2 separate regions of the Mus musculus genome follow, and region 1 is linked to region 2. A link is a contact called in public promoter capture Hi-C data. All regions are on one chromosome and are shown on one strand. Each heading gives the region's core, a stretch centred on a gene start, on an enhancer-like site or on the middle of the called end of the contact. The rest is flanking DNA. Distances are from core to core; before and after follow the strand shown. Region 1 holds the start of Ramac (RNA guanine-7 methyltransferase activating subunit). Region 2 holds the start of Man2a2 (mannosidase 2, alpha 2).

Region 1 (3,792 bases), core at 1,200-3,699, 1.4 Mb after region 2:
GCCCCTTCTTAGAATTGGGAACAAAACACCCATGGAAGGAGTTACAGAGACAAAGTTTGGAGCTGAGACGAAAGGATGGACCATCTAGAGACTGCCATACCCGGGAATCCATCCCATAATCAGCCACCAAACGCTGACACCATTGCATACACTAGCAAGATTTTGCTGAAAGGACCCAGATATAGCTGTCTCTTGTGAGGCTATGCTGGGGCCTAGCAAACACAGAAGTGGATGCTCACAGACAGCGATTGGATGGATCACAGGGCCCCCATTGGAGGAGCTAGATAAAGTACCCAAGGAGCTAAAGGGGTCTGCAACCCTATAGGTGGAACAACAATATGAACTAACCAGTACCCCCGGAGCTCGTGTCTCTAGCTGCATATGTATCAGAAGATGGCCTAGTTGGTCATCAGGGGAAAGAGAGGCCCATTGGTCGTGCAAACTTTATATGCCTCAGTACAGGGAATGCCAGGGCCAAGAAGTGGGAGTGGGTGGGTAGGGGAGTGGGGGAGAGTATGGGGGACTTTTGGGATAGCATTGGAAATGTAAATGAAGAAAATACCTAGTAAAAATAAATAAATTAGAAAAAAGACTATTTATAAACATGTAATTCTGTTATGCAGTGGTTATCACACATAGCATTGCTACTTTATGATGAACTATTAAACCAGGGAATTTTTTTAAAGACAGTCTCATGTAGCTGAGGGTGACCTTGAACCCATCATCCCCCTCCACCGCCCTAGGGTTGGGTGTCCATCACCACTGTGCTCTTTATCACTTCGTGCTCTTAACTAGTTCAATCAAATGGAACTGAAAGTCCTCCAGTGCCAACTCTGAGGCCCGAAGAAGTGGATTCGTCTCCGTTTTCCACGCCTGTTCGTCTTCCATCGCCTATTTAGTAATGACTGTTTCTGTGACCTGCATCCCCACATCAGCACTGGCCTATTTTTGTTACATTGGTGTTTCTAAACTATGGCGTGGATAGTTTAGAACATAGTTCCACTGTTCATCCCACAAGTAGGTACCGAGTTATATACTAGTACTGAGTTATGTACGGTGTTATATACTAGTGTGATGTACAAATTAAAGGTGTGTATAAACAGGTAGAAAATGGTATTAACACATAAAGTTCTGAAGGTACTGTGGAACCCAGCAGAAGTAAAACTCATTCCCTGTAAAGTCTTAGAGAATGGATGTAATATCAATGTCAACATCTGGAGGTCGTGGTGGTGGTGAGGTGGTGGGGTGTGTGTGTGTAGGGGAGTGGCAATATTCTAAGCATAAGGGAACACTGGCAAGCTATAAAAACATAATGAGTATTCGTGAACTACTGCATTTGGTCTGCTTTACTGTGAGGGAATGAAAGAGAAATATCAGAAAATAGAATTTTGAATCCAAATTAAGATTGTTGGCCTTGGCAGCAAGGAGTTATTGAATATCTTGCATCCCAGTTGTGCTTGAATATGACTATAACTACGGCAGTTGTCTGGTGATATGCTGGTGAGGGGCAGTGACTTAGGAAGAAGGGCATCGGTGCTCTGTTCAGGGAGTGTAGAGAGAACTTGGATGAGGAGTCAGTGGGGATGGGAATGGATGAAAACCAGAGTCACAAGGACCAAATAACAGAACGAGACATCTGACCAGGGCGTGGAAAGAAAAGGTATTCTTTTTTTAGCTTTATTTTATTTATGAGTACACTATAGTTGTTTCCAGACACACCAGAAGAGGGCATCAGATCCCATTACAGATGGCTGTGAGCCACCATGTGGTTGCTGGGGATTGAACTCAGGGCTCCAAGAAGAGCAGTAAGTGTTCTTATCCTCTCCAGCCCTAAGGTATCCCATTTTGACACTAAACTTTCCAGGCTGATCGTATTCCCAAGAGGAGGGCAAGGTCCGGGGAGCAATCTGAGAAAAGTGGCTAGTCAACAGCTGGCATTGCCACACTTGCAAACAACCGAGAAGAGCGGAGACTTCGGGAGCGAGCGGAATACGGGCAGTGGAGGCGTGGGTTCGTCTCTGCAAACACACATAGACAACGGTGCGCAGGAGCCTTACTGCCCAGGCCGGCTAAGAACCGGGTGGGCATCGCCCAAGCAGAGCAGTCTCGTCTGCTCCTCCGCCCCGCCGCCCGGGCTCCGGCTTTGGGGTCTCCATTGACAAGCAGCCTTCCCTCCTAGTCCTACTCTCAGACTTCCCGTACCAGTGCACCAGGCACTGCCAGTTCGAGGGATTTTATACATGACGATATCCTCTCCCCGACGGTCACCAGGCACTGGCTGCGAATGACCGCACTGCCCACCATCGCCACTTTGCTCGACCCTGCGGAGCTTCCCTAGGGCCGCGCCAAGGTTCGAATGTGAGGGGCGTGGCGGGGGGGGAGGGGGAAGCGAGGATTTCTAGATCTCGAGAGACTTGGCACGAGACTCCGCCTTACACGCTCCGGAAGCGGAAGTCGGGTGGTTGAGGGATTCCTGAGCGTTTGTTTACCTTGGAGAGCCGGGTGGGGTGCGGCGGTGTGGACGCCCGAGGTCTCCAGTGCGTCCCATGAAGGGTGAGTACCGCACATGGCGGATGAATCTCCCACCCGGGGCGGCGGAGGTGATGGGGGCCTGGGGCCGGAAAGTGCGAGAGGCCGGAGGTCGCTGCCCCTCGGAGCCTCTTTCTCCGCAGCTCGGCTCCTGACGGCAGTTCTGGAAGGAGCCGCTTTGTCCCGGCCGTCGTCAGCCGCGCGTCGGCTGGCGGGCTGGGATGCGCAGTGGTTAGTCAGTCATCCTGCTCCGTGCTCGGGGCTCCGCTCTGGAGAGCAGCCGAGCCAGGGTCGGCCGACCGCAGGCAAAGCTCTGTGCGGTTCTCTATGTGGTGAGGAGGTTGGTGGGATCCAAGTGCCAGGAAGGCTGTCGGCCGCAGCGACAGAGAGCGCGCGGCCCCTGGTTGCCCGTGCCTGACCTAGCTTGTAGCTGGTGACGACCGAGGCGACGAGGGTCGTCGCCTCTCCGAGTTCCTCCGTGGAAGCTCGAGTTTCCTCGTAGGCTGCTAGGACTGAGATCCTTGGGTCTCTAATCCTGCCCACTCAGATCGAGACGTGTGTGTGCACAGCTCCTCTGCCCACGCACGCCTTTGCGGGGTGGGGAAGAATTGTCTGTCTGCGGGTTGTGTGTCTGTCTGTCTGCGGGTTGCGTGTGCTGGCGCCCGCAGAGGCCGGAAGAGGGCGTCTGTTCCCCTGGAGCTATATTACAGGCAGCTGAGAGCAGCGTGGGTGCTGCGATCTGATCTGTGGTCCATCGGAAGGGTAGTGAGCGCTCTCGACCACTGAGCTATCTCTCTGACACTTCCCTCATCTTTTGAGGTTTCTTCCAAGACCCCCTTCCCCCCAGCCGTATTTTCTTAATATTATTTATTCTATTATTTCTTTTATATGTTTATTATATAATTATATTTTATATATTATGTAATTGTGCTTTATGTGATTATTATACATATGTATTGTATATTTTTACATCATAATAACATTTTTCCCTTTCCTCCCTTTAGACCCTCCCTTTATCCCCTCAGCTCTTTCAAATTCATAGTCTCTTTAGTAATATGTAGATATATACAACCTGCTCAGTTCATATATTGTTACTTATGCGTGTGTTTTCGGGGCTAATCAAATATGGCATTAGAGAACCAGTTGGTGTGCTCTTCCCTTGAGAAGACTATTTCTCTTGCTCTCCGCATTCCTTGGTTGCCTGTAGTTCTTTGTTAAGGCCTCTTGACTTTTCCCTCTTCCACATTCTCTTGTCTTTTGGTA
Region 2 (3,979 bases), core at 582-3,081:
CTGAGCCCAGGTGACTTGCATTTGAAGAAGAGAACAAGGTGTGACTCACCCTGGGGAAGTTCCCACCATTCTGGTGTCTGGCAGGATCATGCTGCACTCGGTCCAGCATAAGGTACAGAGAAAAGACGGCCACACAGAAGATAGCAGCCCCACACACCGTCACCTGCTTTTTCAGCTTCATACTGACCCAGGAGGCACGTTCCTGGCAGGAGAGACACCACCTGTAGTTCTGGCATGCAAAACCCTTCTGTTGGTGTTCCTAACAAACGCTCTGTGGACTCCCAAGGAGAACCAACCTACTTGCTTGACTCTGGGTAAAAAAGCAAGTAAGCTTTCAAGTACCAAATCTTGGTTATGACTCCCAACACACAAGTAGCACATATATTTGGGGCTGGTCCTGTAGGAGAGGAGTTCTGATTCCCCTCAGCCCAAGCTATAGAAACCAGGATGTGGAGTGTGGGGGTGCAGTAGGTAAAGAGGCACTTGCAGGCAAGCCTGACAACCAAAGCGATTCATTTGATTCATATGGTGGAAGGTGAAAACCAACTACCACAAATTGTCCTCTGATTGCCGCATGTTTTCTGTGACGTACATGCACATAAATAAATGTAACACATTACAAACAAACAAACAGGGATAACAGAGCCCCAACTCTGACCCACACTTCATTACACAACCACTGATTGCAAACAGCTTGCTCAGGACTCTGAGAAGGCTCTCCCAAGCCACGTGTTTCCTCCCTTCAGATGTATACATAAATACAAGAGGTTTTATTTTGTTTGATTTAGGGGTACAATCACCAGCTGGAGAGACAGACAACCCCCCCACACACACACACTCACACCCTGCCTCCCCTGTGACCTCCTGGGGCTGACTGGAACTCAGCAGAAACAGTGCCTGGCCCAGATCCTATCTCAGAGAATACAGAATGGATTTCTTTTAAGAGAAAAAGAAATGCCCATGTTTCTAACGCAACCCAGTTCTAGGATTGTCCCCATCAGTACTGATTCCTGCTGTGCAAAACTTCCAGTCCTGGCTTCCAGAGTGCTTTAAAGGGACTCTTAGGAAGCTAGCGGCGAGACTGATAAAGTCCCCAGGGTAGCGGAAGCCAGGCACAGCGGCTCCGAAACGGGGCAACTCGAGACGACCCACAGTGCCTGCCGCCACCGCCCGCGAGTCCCCACTTGCCTGCCGGAGGAGGGAGGACGCTAGCTGCTGAACGCGCGTGGGCGGGACCGCTCTCTGGAGTCTGCTCTTCGGGCCCTGGTGCTGAAAAGCTCAGTCACCTCAGCCTGCGTCCTACTTAATGCGATCTGATTCCGCTCAGGAGCCTCCGGGCAATATTTTTAGTCCCTGGAGATTGGGTCCGGGCCAAAGAGGGCGGAGCTAGGGAGCAGGAGCTGGGTCACCGTGGGGCAATTACCTGCCGAGATGTAACCCCCCTCCTCCGGCCCGCCCAGCCCCCCTCCGGCCCTCGGGGCTCAACCGGCACCCGGGGGCCGCAACGCTCGCGGCCTGCAGGCTGGAGTCCTCGCCCACGCCCCGCCTGGCCCGTTACCGTACGCGGCCGGCCTCCGCGCCGCTCGGGACCCGGCCGGCCGAGCCGCCACTGCTCGCATCCCGGGGGACCGCGGCCCGCGCGCGGGCAGTTGCGCAGGCTAAGAGGGACGCCTGGCCACCCACCGCCCCTGCTCGGCCCCGCAGCCGCGCTCCCGCGGGGGCCAGGGCCGCTGCGCGCTCCCTGCGCTCGCCCCGCGCCTGTGCTCCCGCGCTCCCGCCTCCACGGGGCCGAGCGGTGCGCCCGGCAGGAGGAGGGGCGCGGGGGACCGCGCGCAGCGTCCCCTAGTGCCGGGTCCCGCCGCTGCCTCGCCCCCCGCCGGGTTCCGCAGCGCCCCCTGGCACCCGACTCGGTCGCCTCCCGCTGGGTCGGTGCCGGGGTCCGCTATGGCTGCGGGGCGGCTGTGCGCAGCCGTTGACCCGGCAGGGCGGGAGTGGCGGAACCCCAGCAAGGTCGCGCCACTGTTTCTTGTTGTGTTTTTGTTTTTTTTGTTTTTGTTTTTGTTTTTTCTCTTGGTCTTCCAAGAGTAAGATTTAGGCAGGAGCAGAAAGGGCAAAACCGTGCGGTGCTTCGTGGCCTCCCTGCCTGGCTCAATAGTGATGTTTCTTAGTCAAAGGAATAGTGCCTCCCTCTAGGTTTTGTGAGTTCCGGGTGGCTCTGGGTTTCCTGACACTAAGGGCGAAATGCATATCATCCGGTTAAAGGTTTATTGAGCATCCATGTTTCCAATTTACAGCGTAAGATACCATACTGCAATGAACATCTCCACAAATTCCACACTTTTCTTCCTTTTAAGATTAATATTTGGATGGATGTAGGAGCCCGTGCTTAGTCCCAGCACCTGGAAGGCAGAGGCAGGGAGATCTCTGAATTCGAGGCCAGTCTGTTTTACATTTTGAGTTCCGGGACAGCCATAGCTACTTGGGGGGGGGGGGGGGGGAGATTGCTTGCTAGATCGTAGTGGCACACACCTATAAATCCTCCTGTCTCAGATTGACACAAATTCGAAGCTATCTTGGACTACACATTTGCAATCCTGTTTCAAAAGAAAAAAAGATTGCTAAAATTACTGCCTGAAACTGAGCTGGCCCACTAAAAGTCCAGCTCTTGGGAAGTTGAGGCTAGAGGATCCCAGCAAACGGACACTAGCCTGGACTACGTAGCAAAACAAATATTACTCTCTGTTGTAGACTACCCCTAACCCCAGGTTCACATCTTGAAGTTCTGTCCCCAGATTTGACCATATCGGGAGGTGGGGCTTTGATAAGATTAAGATTAGCTCATGAAGGCAGAGCCCTTAGAAAGCAGATTATCCTGTCCTTATAAAAACATCCCAGAACCCAGGTCCTCAGCAGTCAAGAAACAGAGATAAGGCAGATCTTGGTGAGTCCCAGGCCAGCCTGGGCAGCATGGTGAGACCCTGTCTCAAAATAAAAATAATAGCAACCCAGAAGCCAGTGAGGTGGCTCAGTGGGTAAAGATGCCACCAAGCCTGATGACCTGAGTGTGATCTTCAGAGTCCACGTGGTGGAAGGAAAGACTCCTCTGATCTCCTACATATGTGCCACAGTGACTGCAAACACACACACACCACACACACACACAGAGAGAGAGAGAGAGAGAGAGAGAGAGAGAGAGAGAGAGAGAGAGAGAGAGAGAGAAGGAATCAAGCAGTTTGTAACTACAGTGGCCTCCAAGAAGGAAGAGAGCCTACATGCTACGGAAACAGGAAAAAGGGGTGGGGGAGCTGGACAGGTGGCTCAGTGGTTAGAGCACTGGCTGTTCTTCCAGAGGTCCCCAGTTCAATTTCCAGCAACCACACGGTGGCTCACAACCATCTGTAATGGAATCCAAGACCCTTTTCTAGTGTGCATGAAGACAGCTAAAGTGTATTCATATAAATAAATAAAAACTTAATTTTTTTAAAAAAGGGGGATATAAAAAGGCAGTAAGGTGTAGTCTTTTACAAAATGGGGATGAGGGGTGGGTCTTTCTCCAGTCTGCTGGCCTCCTCTGGCCTGGGAGAGAATCATAGTACACTTGTGGTCCAGCCTCACCATACAGCAATAGCAAGTACTCTGTCATAGCTGATTTCAATAGTGCTATCCCCCTGCAATCCAGCTTCTTGTGGATCCAGCTAAGAACAGTTTTCAGATGCATATTTAGGCAGAGGATGGTCTACTCTTCCTAGATACTGGTGGTGGTGTTTTGCTTTTATGTTTTGTCTTGAGACAGGGTCTTTCTGCATAGCCCTGACCAGCCTAGCACTCTCTCTATAGTCTAGGCAGGCCTTGTACTCTACTTAGAGATCTGCCTGCCTCTGCACTGGGATTAAAAGTATAGGCCACCATGTTCCCTCTTATCTGCACGTTTAAAGCCAGTTTAGTCTACATAATTAGTTTCAGGCCAGTTAGGGCTCTG

The links. Promoter capture Hi-C pulls out the DNA fragments that hold promoters and counts their contacts.
Region 1: a contact with region 2 is called in a promoter capture Hi-C map of pre-B cells, with 2.2 times the contacts expected there. The contact joins the promoter of Ramac here to the promoter of Man2a2 in region 2. A contact is called at or near these places in 2 of 39 promoter capture datasets (liver and pre-B cells).

The regions. Positions count from the first base shown.
Region 1 is chr7:81,760,504-81,764,295 of GRCm38.p6, forward strand. Ramac (RNA guanine-7 methyltransferase activating subunit) reads left to right here and starts at 2,450. Exons shown (of 3, transcript NM_025997.2): 1 at 2,450-2,553.
Region 2 is chr7:80,369,544-80,373,522 of GRCm38.p6, forward strand. It overlaps Man2a2 (mannosidase 2, alpha 2), which reads right to left and starts at 1,832. Exons shown (of 24, transcript NM_172903.4): 1 at 1,559-1,832; 2 at 1,189-1,386; 3 at 50-202. The coding sequence starts at 181.